Regions from separate parts of the Gossypium hirsutum genome. Here region 2 is linked to region 1. The links are chromatin contacts, called in public Hi-C maps. All regions are on one chromosome and are shown on one strand. The core of a region is the stretch at or near the end of the contact, and the rest is flanking DNA. Distances in the headings are between cores, read along the strand shown.

Region 1 (7,748 bases), core at 3,487-5,986:
GTGGAGTAATGATAATTTTAAAAACGAATGAGGACAAACAACTGCCGTAGTGAGAGTAACTCATTATTGTCAATATCGTAAATTCATCGGTGATGCAATCTGAAAAAGTAACAAATCTGAGGTAGGTTAAGACCAAACATTAACATATCAAAACCTCTCATATAATTCACCAACATAATAATGGGTACTTATGGATTCCACGCCTGCCAAATTACCGGGTCAAATTTTAAACAGGTTACATTCATCAAATCAAAATGTTATAGAAGGAAAGAAATGCATTAACAAGAAGCATCGCAATTGAAAACTTTATGTGAATCTCAAGGCATTGATTCATAGAATCCAAGAATAATATGCGTAGCTAAATCCAATCCTATAAAACATCTCATGGAAACACGAGGGGGAAAGAGGATTTTATATGACACGAGACCAGCCACTAAGGGGCCTACCTACTGTATCCTGTAACAGATGAATGAAAACGAAATCTGTACTTAGAATTCCATCTTCACATTTGCTTCACAACTCTGGGATGGTCCCCCATACTGGAGCCAGTCCTTAGCACAGATGAGAGCTTCAAGCGTCACAGGACGTAATGAACTGAGGTAGTTATCCATCTTTTTTCTCTCTGTGTCGAAAACTGAATCAGGACCAACGGTGGAAAACGGCATTGACAAAATGTCAGAAGCCATCCTCGAAAGTGTAGGATACTTTGTCCTGTTTAATTTCCACCAGCCCAAGATATCGAAATCTTGTACCCGAGGCAAAAGGGACTCTTCAAGATATTGATCCAGTTCTGATTTCATCTGATGGCTACCGCTGATCTCAGAGATATAGACCTCGAAATCTGAAAGTCCATCTCCAATGGAAATAAGGGGATCTTGAGAAGGTACCTCTTGAGAGGCTTCTTCCTGATGGGTTACTCCTTGACTGACTACTTCTTGATCGGATACTTCTCGATGAGCAACATCGTGATGGGGATCTTCTTGATGAGCTACTTCATGATGGGATACCTCCTGAGGAGCTGCTTCATGAGTTTGTTCCTCTTGAAGGTATCCTTCTTCATGTAGGTATCCGTCTTCAGGGGGTTCAGTTTTGAGGATGACACCCCCATTCTGTTCTGGGATGATGCTCCCATTCCGTTCTTCAACAAATGTTTCCGGTGGAGGAAGTGCTTGTGCAATATATTCAAGGTAGAGCTCATGAATCCCATCATCAACAATCTTAATCCACATTCCAGCATCATCACCATATATCCTAGAGAAGCTAAATTCAACAAGTTTCATTTTGAATCTAGGATCCATTACCACGGCAATAGCCAAAACTAAGAAGCAGTCGCTCCAGTATCTATCAAACTTCTCCTTCAAAGGCTTGGTCAAGTTGCTGATGAAGGGGTCATTGCTCATTGCTGCATGTGTCAACTCCAACTGAACTTTTGACACTTCATGGTAGAATGCACTGGCATTCGGATATGTTGGGCCAGTTAAAATGCTGACAGCATCAAAGAAAAGCTTCAAGTATGTGCAGAGAATTTCTATCTGCTTCCAATCATCCATTGACGGGGCTAAGTTATAATCAGGAATAGAGGTTTCCAAGCAAAGAAATACTTGCTTTAGTTCACAGGAGGCAGCCAACATGTCATATGTTGTGTTCCATTTTGTTTGGTCATCAATGAATATGTCTTTCATGCTGGGGACTTTAAGTTGTTCCTTCAGTCCAAAAAATGTCTCTTCATGAGTATCTGAAGTTTTCACAAACTTAACACTATCCCGTATTTTCTTCACTGTTTCCCCCACAGACCATAGTGCTTCTTGTGCAAGAAGACTTATAATACGAGCAAAGCAATTTCCAATCAAGAACTGACCATGCAGCATATAAGGGTTCCTCACAGAAAATAGAGCTCTTAGGTTTTGATTTATGTTAACATTTGAGAAGGACTGATCAAAACCAAGTGTAAATAGCCGATTCTCCAATTGCCAATCTGATAGGCAAGACACAACAGCTTGCTGTAAGGCACAGTCTGAATCAGGAGAAGGTACCATGACTACATTAAGCAGGCAGCGGTGCAAATTCCATTCCATATCAATGAACTGTCCTGTTATGAAAACATAGCCCACAGCTTGATTTGAAATACGTAAATCTAACGTAAGGCTTATCCTTCCTGGAATTTCATTGATAAAATTGAGAAGCCTTTGCTTCTCATTCAGGTACATGGCAACACAATCTCCTTGAATAGTATTGAAACTCACCATATTAAACTGAGGTTGAAGAGTCCGTGCAAAATCAATAAAGCCAGGGTGTTCCACAATGTGGAGGGGATACTCGTGCATTATAATCATCTTAGCGATCTCATGGTTGCAGCGTTCCTGGTTAAAAGGGATGTTAGCAAATCCAGGAGTTGCCCGTTGTCTTTTTCTTGGTTCGTATGTGGCATTAGCAGTTTTAGTGTCTGATGCCTGTTGATTCCTCTGACGGCTTACCGGGCAGATTCCTAAGGCAATGTGTCTCTTGAGGTGGCTAGTTCCAGCTAGCTTTGAACCAGTAATGTAAGCAAAAGATTTCTTGCATTGATTACAGCAGGCCCTGATACATCCATCTCCTACAGTCTCCACAGTGAAATGATCCCAGACAATAGACTTCTTCCTCCTGCGTTTATTGGACTGTACTTCGGAACTAACAAGGTCATTGTTGTCTGTAGGAGTAATAGGTGTAACCGGAATGATTGCAGTCTCCATCTCAATGTACCGTCCTGCAATGAAGATGAGACAGCAGATGATAAAGTTCTCAAAAGTCAATGAAAAAAACACAAGACAGACACCATGAAGACAGCATATTGTAGTAGAAGAGAATACTACTATTGATGATACCCAAAGGCAAGTTTAGATATTCACAGTAGATTCAAAACTCATAGAATAATGACAAGCTTCTTAGAATGTTTCCATTATCTACGAGACAATAGTTATTCAAATTTACAAAATAACAAACAAGAGCAGGAGTTAACTAATTTTTATGATCCTCAGATAGATATTAGTAACCAGACAAATTTGAAGAGATGGCTTAAAAGACTGAGCAATTGAATATTAAAAGGTATGCAGAGAAGCTGGCTTTACAGTGAACATTAAAACTACAACATTCAGGTTAAAAGACAAACTTGAAATGATTCTAAGCCAAGCCTAGAATTCAAAAAGCCTTCAAGAGTCTACGGTAAACAAAAGCAGATGCGTTTTAGCCAGAAAAATAACAGTTGGAACTTGATAAACACATTAACTAGACTTGGTAACTCAAAGCTGCAAAGTCTAAAGACCAATTTATTCCCACATCTGGACATGAAAGACAACTTAAATAAACCAAAAAATAAAAAACACTGCTCCCATATATCTTGCTAATTGGCAGGATCAAACCCAACTTTTATATACCTAAAAATGTGGGCATGCCCAGATTGATGAGCTAACCTTATCATTATGGACCAAAAAGCCCAGTGGATATGCATAAGCAACTTGACTAAAGTGCCTTCAGCTGAAGTGAAAATCCACAGGTCCCCAACCCAAAGACACAAAAACCAAATCTCTTATTTATCTATTTATTGCCTAAGACCCCCAGTATCAACCTCTTCCGGAGCACCTAAATGGGAGGAAAGTTTTGTTAGCACCTACTTTCTCCACACAAGATCGAAATTAAGGAACATTGAACTCCTTACCACTCAAGTCCAACAAAAACCAAATCACTACCTTCCACATGGACTTTGTGCTGGAAAAAACCGTCGTTTGACCATTTATAAATTGAGAAACGAGAACCCACGAAAACAGGTAACAGAAAACGACTGCTTCTCAGAGGATGTAATGAGGAAAATAAATCCTACCACACTCATCCTATGAGTTCTACCAAGAAAAAATTTTCAATGAAACCCCATTGCAACACAAAAAAGGAAATAACTATCAGTCTCACACACTAAGAAGCCCATAAGAAAAGCAATTACAGTGAAATAAATTATGTGGATAAAAAAAGGCGAAAAACTGATTAGAAGATGCACATGAAGCAAAACATAAGCCAAATATGAAAACAACCAAGAAACATAATTTTGATTAACGTAAGCCAATATAAAAACCACTAAGAAACATAATTTTGATTAACACCAAGAATAAAATTTAAAAAAAAAAGCCTCACAAAAAGAAATACTCAATAAATACCAGATCCAAAAAACTGAAAACAAACTCTAAAATTGCAAAATTAGACATAAATAAACAAAACCCAACATATAAATCGAGGATTAAAAAAATAGTTGATACCTCGTTGTATCACCAACAAAACCCTGAAAGCAGATCCAAAACAACAGTTTCACCGATTTAGAGGCTTGTTTTCACCCGGAAACCGAAGGAATTAAAAAAATAATATATTTGAATTTCCGGTAACAGAGGGAAGCGCAAAGGAGGAAGATGAAGGAGGAGAACAAAGTCGGTTAATTGGGCTGAAGCACCCAAAGGCAAAAAAAAAGGTTCAGAGCTTTGAAGTTTAAAGCTTTTGTTTGTTTGTTTGTTTGTTCGCTGTTCGAGCGAGGGAGAGAAAAACAAAACCCTAAATTGGAATTGGACCTGAGCTGGGGTAGCTAGGGCTAAAACTATATATAATCAAAAAGATCTCGAGTTTAGGCCTTTTGAATGAGAGTCAGGGGGGCGAAAGGGGCATTTATGAGAAAAGAAAAAGAGAAAAAATCGTAATTGGATATGGACTGACTGACTCTCTCAAGGTCCAAATTTAATTTTCCTTTTTTTATTCATTCTGTGAAGGCGGTTCCATAGTATTTTTCATCAGCCACCCACTTGGTTTAATCTTGACCGTTCCTTTTACCTATTCATCTCGGCTTACGGTTCTCATGACTCACGGGTAGGTTAAACAATTATATTTTAATTTTCTTAGAAAATTCAAAAATCAAAATTAGACCGAACCTTACTCTAATCATGATTCATCAATGCATTTTTATCTATCTATATACGGTTATAACACTCCCGACTGAACTTAATTAGGAAATGATAAAAAAATATATTTCTTACAATCACGTTTTCTAATTAAATTTTTAAAGTAAAGAATTCAACAACCGAATCCACCTCTAATTCATTCAATATCCATAAATTCTTATTTAAATATTATAGTGCTATTATAAATCAGTTAAATCTCATGCATCTTACTTATAATAAATTACACATTTAATCATTAAAACAATCAACAAATTTCAACTATAAAAAAATTAAATTAGAATATGATGATATATGTTTTCGATTTGTAATATTTTGGTTAATTGTTCATTAACAAGATGATGAAGTGGTACGTAAATTAATATTTTTAAAATTAAATTAATAGTCGAATTAATCAAATTATTAATTTTTAGTTTAATTGATTTATTGTTTAATAATATAAAATCATAATAATTAAAAAAATTAAAAAAAAACCTCAAATAAACTTTGGCCTATGCTTTTAAGTTTAATTTAAATTAGCCCACCGTCTTTTCAGTCATAGGACATAGCCAACATAAAGTAAGAAAACCAAAAAAATTATTATCGCTAACTCCTTTCAATTCTCACTTGTCCTTTACCACCAAACCAATCTTTCTGACTTCCTCATTTTTCAGCTGCGATGGTCGTCGAAGAAGCAGATGGCTAAAGGCAGCTGAACTGGAGGCTGAAAGCCGGAAGGTGGAGGGAGATTGGAGACTAAAGAGTGAAGAGAGGTTGAGAGAGTCAGAGAGGCCGGATGGACGAGTGACGAGAGTGGTGGTTGCCCGGGTGGGTGTGGGTCTCAGGTTGTTTGTTTTTATCGGCTTGCGCAGACGAAAGAACCGGTCGGACAGGATTTTTACCGATTTCTTAGTTCACGGTTCAAACGGTTTTTTCTAGTGATCGGACCATTCTCAAATCAACCGAGGGATCCAATTTGGTTTAAATATCATTGACATTAACCCAAGGTGAATAGCTAATTCTACCTCTAAGCTAGTCAATATCGAACCGGTAGATGCATCAGTTTTTTATTAGAATTTTATATGTGCAGGTATTATATCGTTTTGTATTTATCAAATTTTTAAAAATATTTAAAAATATAAAATTAAATAAATTTCAAATATAAAAATATTAATCAATTATATAAAATATCATTCAATAAATTAACAAATAAAATTTCATCCTTTAACAAATTAAAAAAAATAAAAAATCATAGCACACCTTTAAACAACAATATTCTCACAACTTAATTCAAAAAACAATTTAAAATAAGATTGTCTCATACAAAATATATAAAAGGCTTACTGGTGTAGTAAATTCTCAAATTTAAAAAAAAAAACTATTTAAGTCCTTTTTTCACTCAATTGAGCAATTAAATTTTCAAAATATGTCAAAAGATTTTTAAACTTTTTTTAAAAAAAAGCAATTAAGTTTCTGTTTTTTTCTCTCAATTTGAGTACTTGAACTTTCAAAATACTTCAAAAAGATCCTCAAAATTTTTCAAAATAGCAATTAAGCCCTTGCTCTTATAAAAAATTAAAAAAACTGTAAAAAATAAATTTTAGAAAAATTATTAAATTTTAATAAGAATATAAAAATTTTGAAATTTATTAAAAATTATAAAAAAATTTATAAAAATCGCAAAAAATTAAAAATTATAAAATTTTATAAAAATCATAAAAATTTATAAAATGCATCAAAAAGTCTCTTTATCAATTAACTTTAACTGTTGATCGTTAAAGTTAACAACCCCTAGTTTTTTTTAATTAAAGTTATCATGTGTCGCAACACAACGTGACATGTGGCGAAAAATGATAAAAAATAAAAATCAATAAAAGTTATAGAAAAATTATAAAATGTTTTTTTGATACGATAATTTTTATAATTTTTTTATGAAATTTATATTTCTTTACATTTTTAAATATTTTACTTTTTTATATATAAAAATTTCATTTTTTATTATTTATTAATTTTAAAGTCAATAAACTCTAACAAGTTAGTTTTTATTATTATTTATTACTATAATGGTAAAAGAAGTAGTAAATTTAAATATTTTTTAATATTATTTATGCACCAGATGTTACATGATACTCTGACCGATAAAATTGGAATTGGACGCAATGAGCCAATGCAATTTTACAAACTAAAAATTTTATCAATGTGAAAAAATGAATTGATCGTTTCGGTTTACTACTGAAATGGTGTGCATTGATTGGAATAATTAAATCGGTGCAAAACTGACTGTATTGTTTTAAACTATAGCTAAAATATTAGTTTTACACTTTTTTTTTCAAACTGCAATTCTAAATGAAATTAAAATATTATTTAAAATATAAAAATTATAATTTATTATTTAAAATTATTAAAAATATATATTTATAATTATGCAAAACTTTCATAAAATTCTAGAAAATATCAAATTATTAAATAATTAATCAATAACTATTAAAAAGTATTTTTTATTAATATAAATAAATTTTTTTATTCTACCCAAATAAAATATTTGGTTGAGACTTTTTATACCGAAGGATGATTGAGTTTAATATCATAAATCAAATGGTGTAAACCCAATAAAATATAATATATTAAATTACAAGTCAAATATTAATATAATAAATTTTTTATTTTTATATAAATAATTTTTTTAGTGATTATGCATTCTATTATAAACTATCCACTAATTTGAAAAATTAAATATGATCTCATGTTACTGCACTCTCCCATGGTTTTGTGAATGATAATGAAAATAGTAAAAATATGATAATA
Region 2 (7,153 bases), core at 1,962-4,461, 500 kb before region 1:
TGGAGGGTTAGTCCAACCGCTTCCGGCCAATGCTAACTGAAAATAGATTTACACATAACATGTACCATATTAATGTTGAATCAATATTAAATGTAGTCTAACTTTTAAAAGTACATTCGGATGGTGTTTAAAATACAATCAATATTAATATTTCTTGATCAGTTCATGGCTAAATGCCAGTTGTTGGACCAAACAAGTCACCAACTACCAGTTCAATCATCCAGTTTGGTTCTTCATTCATTGATGCTAACACAAGGATTTTTTTCATGCAAATAGAACAAAGAGTTGAATCATTATAATTAAAACCTAAAAGAGATTAAATTATTGAACTAATTTATTCTTTACCAGTTAAATGCCACTTATTGGACCAAACAAGTCACCAATTACCAGTTCAACCATACAGTTTGGTTCTTTATTCATTGATGCTAACACAAGGATTTTTCATGCAAATTTCATTAAGATTGAAAACAAATAATATCATGCAAGGACAAAATAACTCCTACATCACATGGGAAGATTTTTGAACCTGGTGTCCCGAATGGATATACATGCATCCATCTAACAAAATCAAGCAACCACCTATGAAGTTAGAACAGCTTTTGATCAAATGTCATAAATCATCATTTACGAACTTGTTTACATTGAGAAAGTAATAATGAAGACCGAAAAAGGCCAAAGTTGATTTTTTTAGAGTCACGAGATGATCAAATATTCTGGTCAATACTCGAGCATTTAAGGTTACTAGTCTGTGCACAAAAGAGGGGAGGGAGAGTGTCATTAATCATCCTACTTAAAACGTTCATTATTATACATACATTCTGGAGACGCAAAAGCTTTCCAACTATTATAGTTGTCCATTTCTTAAGATTATGGATTTTTTTTTTCCATATCATGTATTTTTCTTTCCAGACGTGTCACTGCAATATCAATTTACATAGTAACTGTAGGGCATCTGCAATGAGGAAGACAATGACCTATAACAATACTGCCATATATGAAGTCAAAATTTGAAAAATAATTTTAGAAATGATTCATACCAACAGCAGGGCATAAGAGTTCGTTTAGGAATAAACCATGGCTGTTGCCCCTTGGTCAACTGCAAGAGATGACAAACTCAACCAATCATGGCTCTAGAAGCAAGGTATGGATGCCTCCAACATTGGCCATGAGATATTCTGAGAAAGCATCAAGATATTTCTCAACATTAATTCCATATACTGCCGAAATAATGCATGTATAACATTTGTATCCATCATCATGAGATGAAATAGAACAGTTTCACATGAATAAAACTGCAAATATACAAAATACCAGCTAGATTCCATAAACCGGCGTATAACATATCAGAATTCACAATACCCTATCTAGTGAATCAAGAAAAAGGTCTGTCTTTTGGTTTTTTCTTCTTTTTCTCTTGGGGGGGAGGTGTAAAGCAATGCATTTAAAACAGTATGTACTCAAATTCATTTAGGGAATCCTTTACACCAATAAAAGAAAGTAATTAATGTAATTCAAATCTTTGCATATTAATGTTTCTCAACAGTTTCACTAAAGAAAATTATATTTTCCTGTGTTGAAATTTAAGTGCATGAACAATATGTCACATCTACAAAAGGTTATAATGAAAAGAAAGGAAAAAATTTACGTAAAGAAAAAAGCTTCAATCATGGAGGTAGGAGAAAAAACTATTAAAGCAATTACAAAATTGAAAGGTATCTTTACAATTATCTGCACCATTGGAGTAAACATAACACCAAGATTACCATGTATGAAAGGAATTCTTCCAATCTAGTAACAGCTAATAAAAAGCCTATTATTGTTATCTCTCAACTTTCTTAGCTCCATCAAATGTTCATCATTTGAAATATTAAGAGTACGTCGTAAATTTGTCACCTTTTCTTCTTCATCCCAAGTCAAAGGCCCAGAAGCATGCAATGCCCCTAGAGCTTTCTGATAGGCATGCAGTTCAGACCTATGGAAGTCATACCCCAATTCCACACTAGTGGAAACATAACTTCCTTCTTCTTGACAACTCACTTCTGGTTTAGAGTCAGCATCACTTCGACAATCCTCCTCTAAGTTTTCACAAGCGTTAGTTACAAAATTAGACAAATTAAGACCGTTATTCCCTAAACCACTACAACTACCAACAGAGGAGGCACAACTCATGGTATCATCAATTCTATTAAAGGAAGAAGGCATACATCTTTCACCCAGCATATTATTTGGGGAATCAAATGCATCTACCTTTTCAGAGGCAGGCGAAGGAAGCCGAATTATTATTCTTTGAACACCATTACTACCTTTCTCCAACACCCTCTTCTTTTGAGCACCAATATATGAGAAGCCAAGCGAAGATCTTTTCCTTTTCTGCGGCCCAGTGGAATTTGATGAACCCTGAGGTAGAACATAATAATTAAGGTAAGAATCAATTAACGTATAAAAAAAATGAAGAGAAATATTAAATTATCGTTTAGAAAAAGAATCGAAAGGATTTACCTTTCCAACGAGGAACCAATAGCCATCTTCCCAAGACTGCCGAATACGCAATCGAGATTGATGCGCTTTGAGTTCGCTACTCGACCCAAGAATCCTAACGGAAAAGTTGTTTCCACCGAGAACCTTAACAATCACCGCCGGTTTCCAGGACAAGTCATCGAACACCTCTACGATATCACCAGAAACCCAATTATTGTTCCCGTTCATAGGAGGAGGGCAAGGCCTAATCGCTTTCCTAGGGACTCTTTCCACCGCTGCCGCCTCGCCAGTGATCGGAAACCAACCGTACTTCACACTATATGTATGGCCGTTGCCCGAGATAATCTCAGCACAACGCCATGCCCCGGTTGGAACCTCCTCCTTGGTCAATACCTCAACTTTGCTACCTTTCTTGAATCTCATGATGATAATCAGATTTGAATCGATGAAAAAAAAAGACGAAAATGGAATTGATGAAGGGAAAATATTGTGGAAAATGGAAAATTTTAGTAATAAGGCGTTGAATTGGGAATTAAATAAAGGGGCTACGGATTTCTTAGATGGATTAGAAAAAGTTGTTGATGATCGAAGGGTTGAATGAGCGAGTGGAATGATCTGACGGTGAGGACGAGAGTGGATTGGGCGTTAGGTTAGGCGGTTAAGAGTACTAAAGAAGGAAGAAGTTTCCTTGCCGGTTCGGTTACATCTTAGAATTAATTTAAAACCAAAATATTATTATTGGACTTGGACTACCTTGTCTTTTATTTGGTTTTTGGCCACCTTTAATCAATATTAGTTATTAATTTTACCAAGTCAAAATTGTCTGCATTTGAAAAATAAAAGTTCTCCCCCAAGAAATCTAAGATTAATTATTTAAAAACTAAAATAGTAAAATTAAATAACAAAAAATTTATTATTTAATTATTTAATGTGTTTAATAATGTTTTTCTTGTAAAGAATGTTGACTATTCGAAGGTGTCAAGCTCAGTGAATGTTTTAAAAGAGTTTTTATACATTTATTTAGTTTTTTTTTTTGCAAATATAACTGATATTCTATTAAAACGTTGGCCCGAGGTGATAATATCCAAAAACAATAAAGAAAAATTGAAACAGCAAAATTTAAAGTAAACAAAAGCACACAAGAAAAAAACAACGACAAAAACACCTAGGAAAACCGTCCACAAAAGTAAAACCACCCCGCACCAAAAACGAAGAGCCAACAAAAATATCAGACGAAATGGCTTCCTGAAACCACACAATTGTTCTCGAAACTTGGTCAAATAGAAAAAGCTTCTTTGAAAACCACCCATGAAGAACCTTCAGCACAATCTCCCTCTTCAAAGAATACTCAAAAATCCCTTATCCTCTGTGAACCCAATCTTCCCAATCCTTCTCCATAACTTTTCGAATCGATTCTGAAGGATCGTGAAACCAAAAACAAGCAACCTGTCGTCAGCGACCTTCCAAAGCCAGAATGTGTGCTGCACTATTAGCCGTCCTCGACACAAACAGGTACAAAACATTCTCAAACTGTTGCCTCATAACTCGGATATTATTAATGATGGGTCTAAGAAGCAATCTATCCTCTTCCACAGAGTTCAGTTTCTTAATAGTAGTCAGAGAGTCACCTTCCAACAGGATCCTCGTCCACCCCAACTCAGCCGCAAAAAGCATTGCTCTCTCGCACGCTCTCGCTTCCGCCACCACCGCGTCCACCACATCACTAGAAGGGTAAGTACACGTATACCTTTATTTAGTTTTGAAATAAAGAAAAACCTCTTAATCCTACTCTCCAAATCTTATTAACTCTACAACACTAATGGATCATTGAGGTAATCATTAGTGATCCAAGCTTATCTCCTTTTAAACATTTATGACCTTAACTCAATTTAACCTTAAAGCAAAATGCTAGTTGTTCCCTTCATAAGTTTCAAGTTTTCTTAACATAAGCACACACATGTCTTAGGAATTTGAATTCCTATTGATCACACTCACCACAGCTCACAACCTTTTACATATGCATGACACGTTTCACCCCATTTTGAATTTATAATCTATTCCCAAAACTATATCCAAGATGCACATACACAAAATCAAAAATTAACTTCTCTCAAGCATAAGTCACAAAGTCTCAAAAGCTAGGTGCATGTAGTGTCAAATCCCAAACTTGAAAAACCTAATTTGAATGCGTATAGTTGAGAAGTTATCTATTTGGCACAATGTAACCCGCCAATCAACAGTCTTCGGGCGTGTTAGAGTCCAGTGTTCACCGTAGAAATGATTAAGGATTTTGTCACAGGTTATTCTGCTCTTTAAGAAAAGTATATGATAAACAAAGAGTAAGCCTAGTGAGGTTACCGCCAAAAGTAGGGTATGCCCAGTTACCTAAGCATTGTGCTGAATGGGTTTGTAAAGTGATTTGGTTGGGAACCAACTAGATTGACTGGTCAAACATCTTTGTGTAGGATTATCATTTATGTTTCTCTCAAATCTTGCAGACCATTTTTTGAGACAAATTCTGGACATCATTGACACTTGTCAAGTTCCATTAAGAGAAAACTAGATATATATTGTAAAAAGGATTAGTAGGGATGGTTTTTCTCTCTTTAAAATCTATTCTTTGGTTCTTCCTCCTAGAACTTATATGTTTTCTTCTCTAGAAGCTAAGGATTTTGGACGTATTAGCAGATGTTCCACCTCTTGGTAAGTCTAAAAGCTCTGCATGTTAAGTTTTTGAAAGAATAAGGCTGTTAAAAAGCTTATGAAGAGTAGGTTATGAATATAAGGCCTTGCATGGTGGTTGTTTATGATTGAGATGTTAACAATTTGCATGTAAATGGATTTTAATGGTGGATATATGTTCTTTAAGTAGTTGTTGTTGCTAGTTCGAGAAGTGTGTTCAAGTTTGAAGTTCAAGCTATAGTTAAAGTGTGTCTTAGGTGAGTCTATTCTGCCTCCTACTTGTGAGTTGTCCAGGTAAAGACAAATATATAATGTTAATGTAACACCCCTAGCCCGAGTCTTATCGCCGGTTTAGGCTAAGAGGTATTACCGAGCTAAACATTTAATTTCTCATTCACATTAATTAACATAAACAGAGATCGAGCTGCATACATACTGATCTTTGAGTTATATATATATATGCCATTTTCATATGGCCAAAATACTTACAATTACAAAACATATTTTGCCAACAGTCTAACCTATACATGCCATATCAAGACCAAAATATAATTGTACCAACAAAATCGATAGTATGATGAACTGCTGACGATCCTCGAGTCGGTGGCCAAAATCAACAATCTATAAAACAAAAAAATAAGAAACAGAGTAAGCTTGCGAAGCTTAGTAAGTTTTAAGCATTTCATACCATTAAAGCTTGTCATTTAATTCGAAAATTGAGTGTCACAAAATTCGTATTCTAATTGTAATTCACTTGGCCGAATATACACAAGTACACTAGTTATAAAACCTATTGGCCGAATATATATATGAATACACAAGAAATTTCCAGCACATATTTCACTATACTATATGGCTTAAGCAATTACTTTAAGTCACATACTTTCATATGATGACATACCTTGACCGAATAGGTCATTGTCTTATTCTTAAATACCGAATTCATCCACACACACACATATATATATCGTTCTTTGATACTAATAATTTACTTTGCAATCAATTCACATATGAGTACATAATACGTACCTTAACATGTAAAATATATATATTACTTACTCGGCGATGGATACCACGAATATTCAATGTCATAATCTTACTTAACTTACTGGCATCAGTCCTGTCAAGTCTTAGAACTCGAAACACATTTCTAACACGAGCCTACGGGTCTTTAACCCAGATTTCATTCCAGCACGAAGCCTGCGGGTCTTTAACCCCGGATACAATTCCAGCATATAGCCTGCGGGTCTTTAAACCCGGATTCCATTCCAGCACAAAGCCTACGGGTCTTTAAACCCGGATACAATTCCAGCATATAGCCTGCGGGTCTTTAAACCCGGATACTATTCCAGCACGAAGCCTGCGGGTCTTTAAACCCGGATACAATTCCAGTATATAGCCTGCGGGTCTTTAAACCCGGATACCATTCCAGCACGAAGCTTGGGGGTCTTTAAGCCCAGATACACACATCAAATATCATACCTATTTAATCATTTACTAACACATCTTATGGAACATTTCACATTAGTAGCCATTTGCTACATTTGGACGTAAGCTTCATATGAACACCATCATTTTCATTTTGGTTTAAAAATCATACATACATATCACATATACCTCTCACCAATCCAGCTTAAGTCAAATTGGTCATTCAACAATAGATCATGTACTTAGATTATTTACCACACAACTTAATTCAAATAGAACCAAAAAGATCAAAATTCATCTAGTATATATATATCAAGGAATCATTAATTTTATACTAAAGGCGATTACTCAAAACTTACCTCGGATATTTTGAACAGTTGCGGATAGGCTACTTGATTGCTTTCTCCTTTCCCCTATCGGATTTAGTTCCTCTTTGCTCTTGAGCTTTAATTTAAACAAATGAATTTGTTTAATTACTTACTCAACTTTAATTCTTTAATAGTCACATCTGAAAATCATATAATTTCAATGCATATTATGTTTTATAAAACATGCCATGACTCGA

What was found. A called contact is a pair of places that touch in the nucleus more often than the background predicts.
Region 2: a Hi-C map of hypocotyl shows a contact between it and region 1, with 4 times the contacts expected there. The contact joins the promoter of LOC107937083 here to the promoter of LOC107961776 in region 1. A contact is called at or near these places in 8 of 34 Hi-C or Micro-C datasets (hypocotyl, leaf and petal).

Annotation. Positions count from the first base shown.
Region 1 is chrA06:61,268,212-61,275,959 of Gossypium_hirsutum_v2.1, reverse strand. LOC107961776 (zinc finger BED domain-containing protein DAYSLEEPER) reads right to left here and starts at 4,736. Exons shown (of 2, transcript XM_016897904.2): 1 at 4,281-4,736; 2 at 298-2,743. The coding sequence starts at 2,729. The coding sequence ends at 489.
Region 2 is chrA06:61,767,942-61,775,094 of Gossypium_hirsutum_v2.1, reverse strand. LOC107937083 reads right to left here and starts at 3,211. Exons shown (of 2, transcript XM_016869895.2): 1 at 2,500-3,211; 2 at 1-2,397. The coding sequence starts at 2,901. The coding sequence ends at 1,789. LOC121230243 (a long non-coding RNA gene) reads left to right here and starts at 3,698. Exons shown (of 3, transcript XR_005928193.1): 1 at 3,698-3,990; 2 at 4,074-4,209.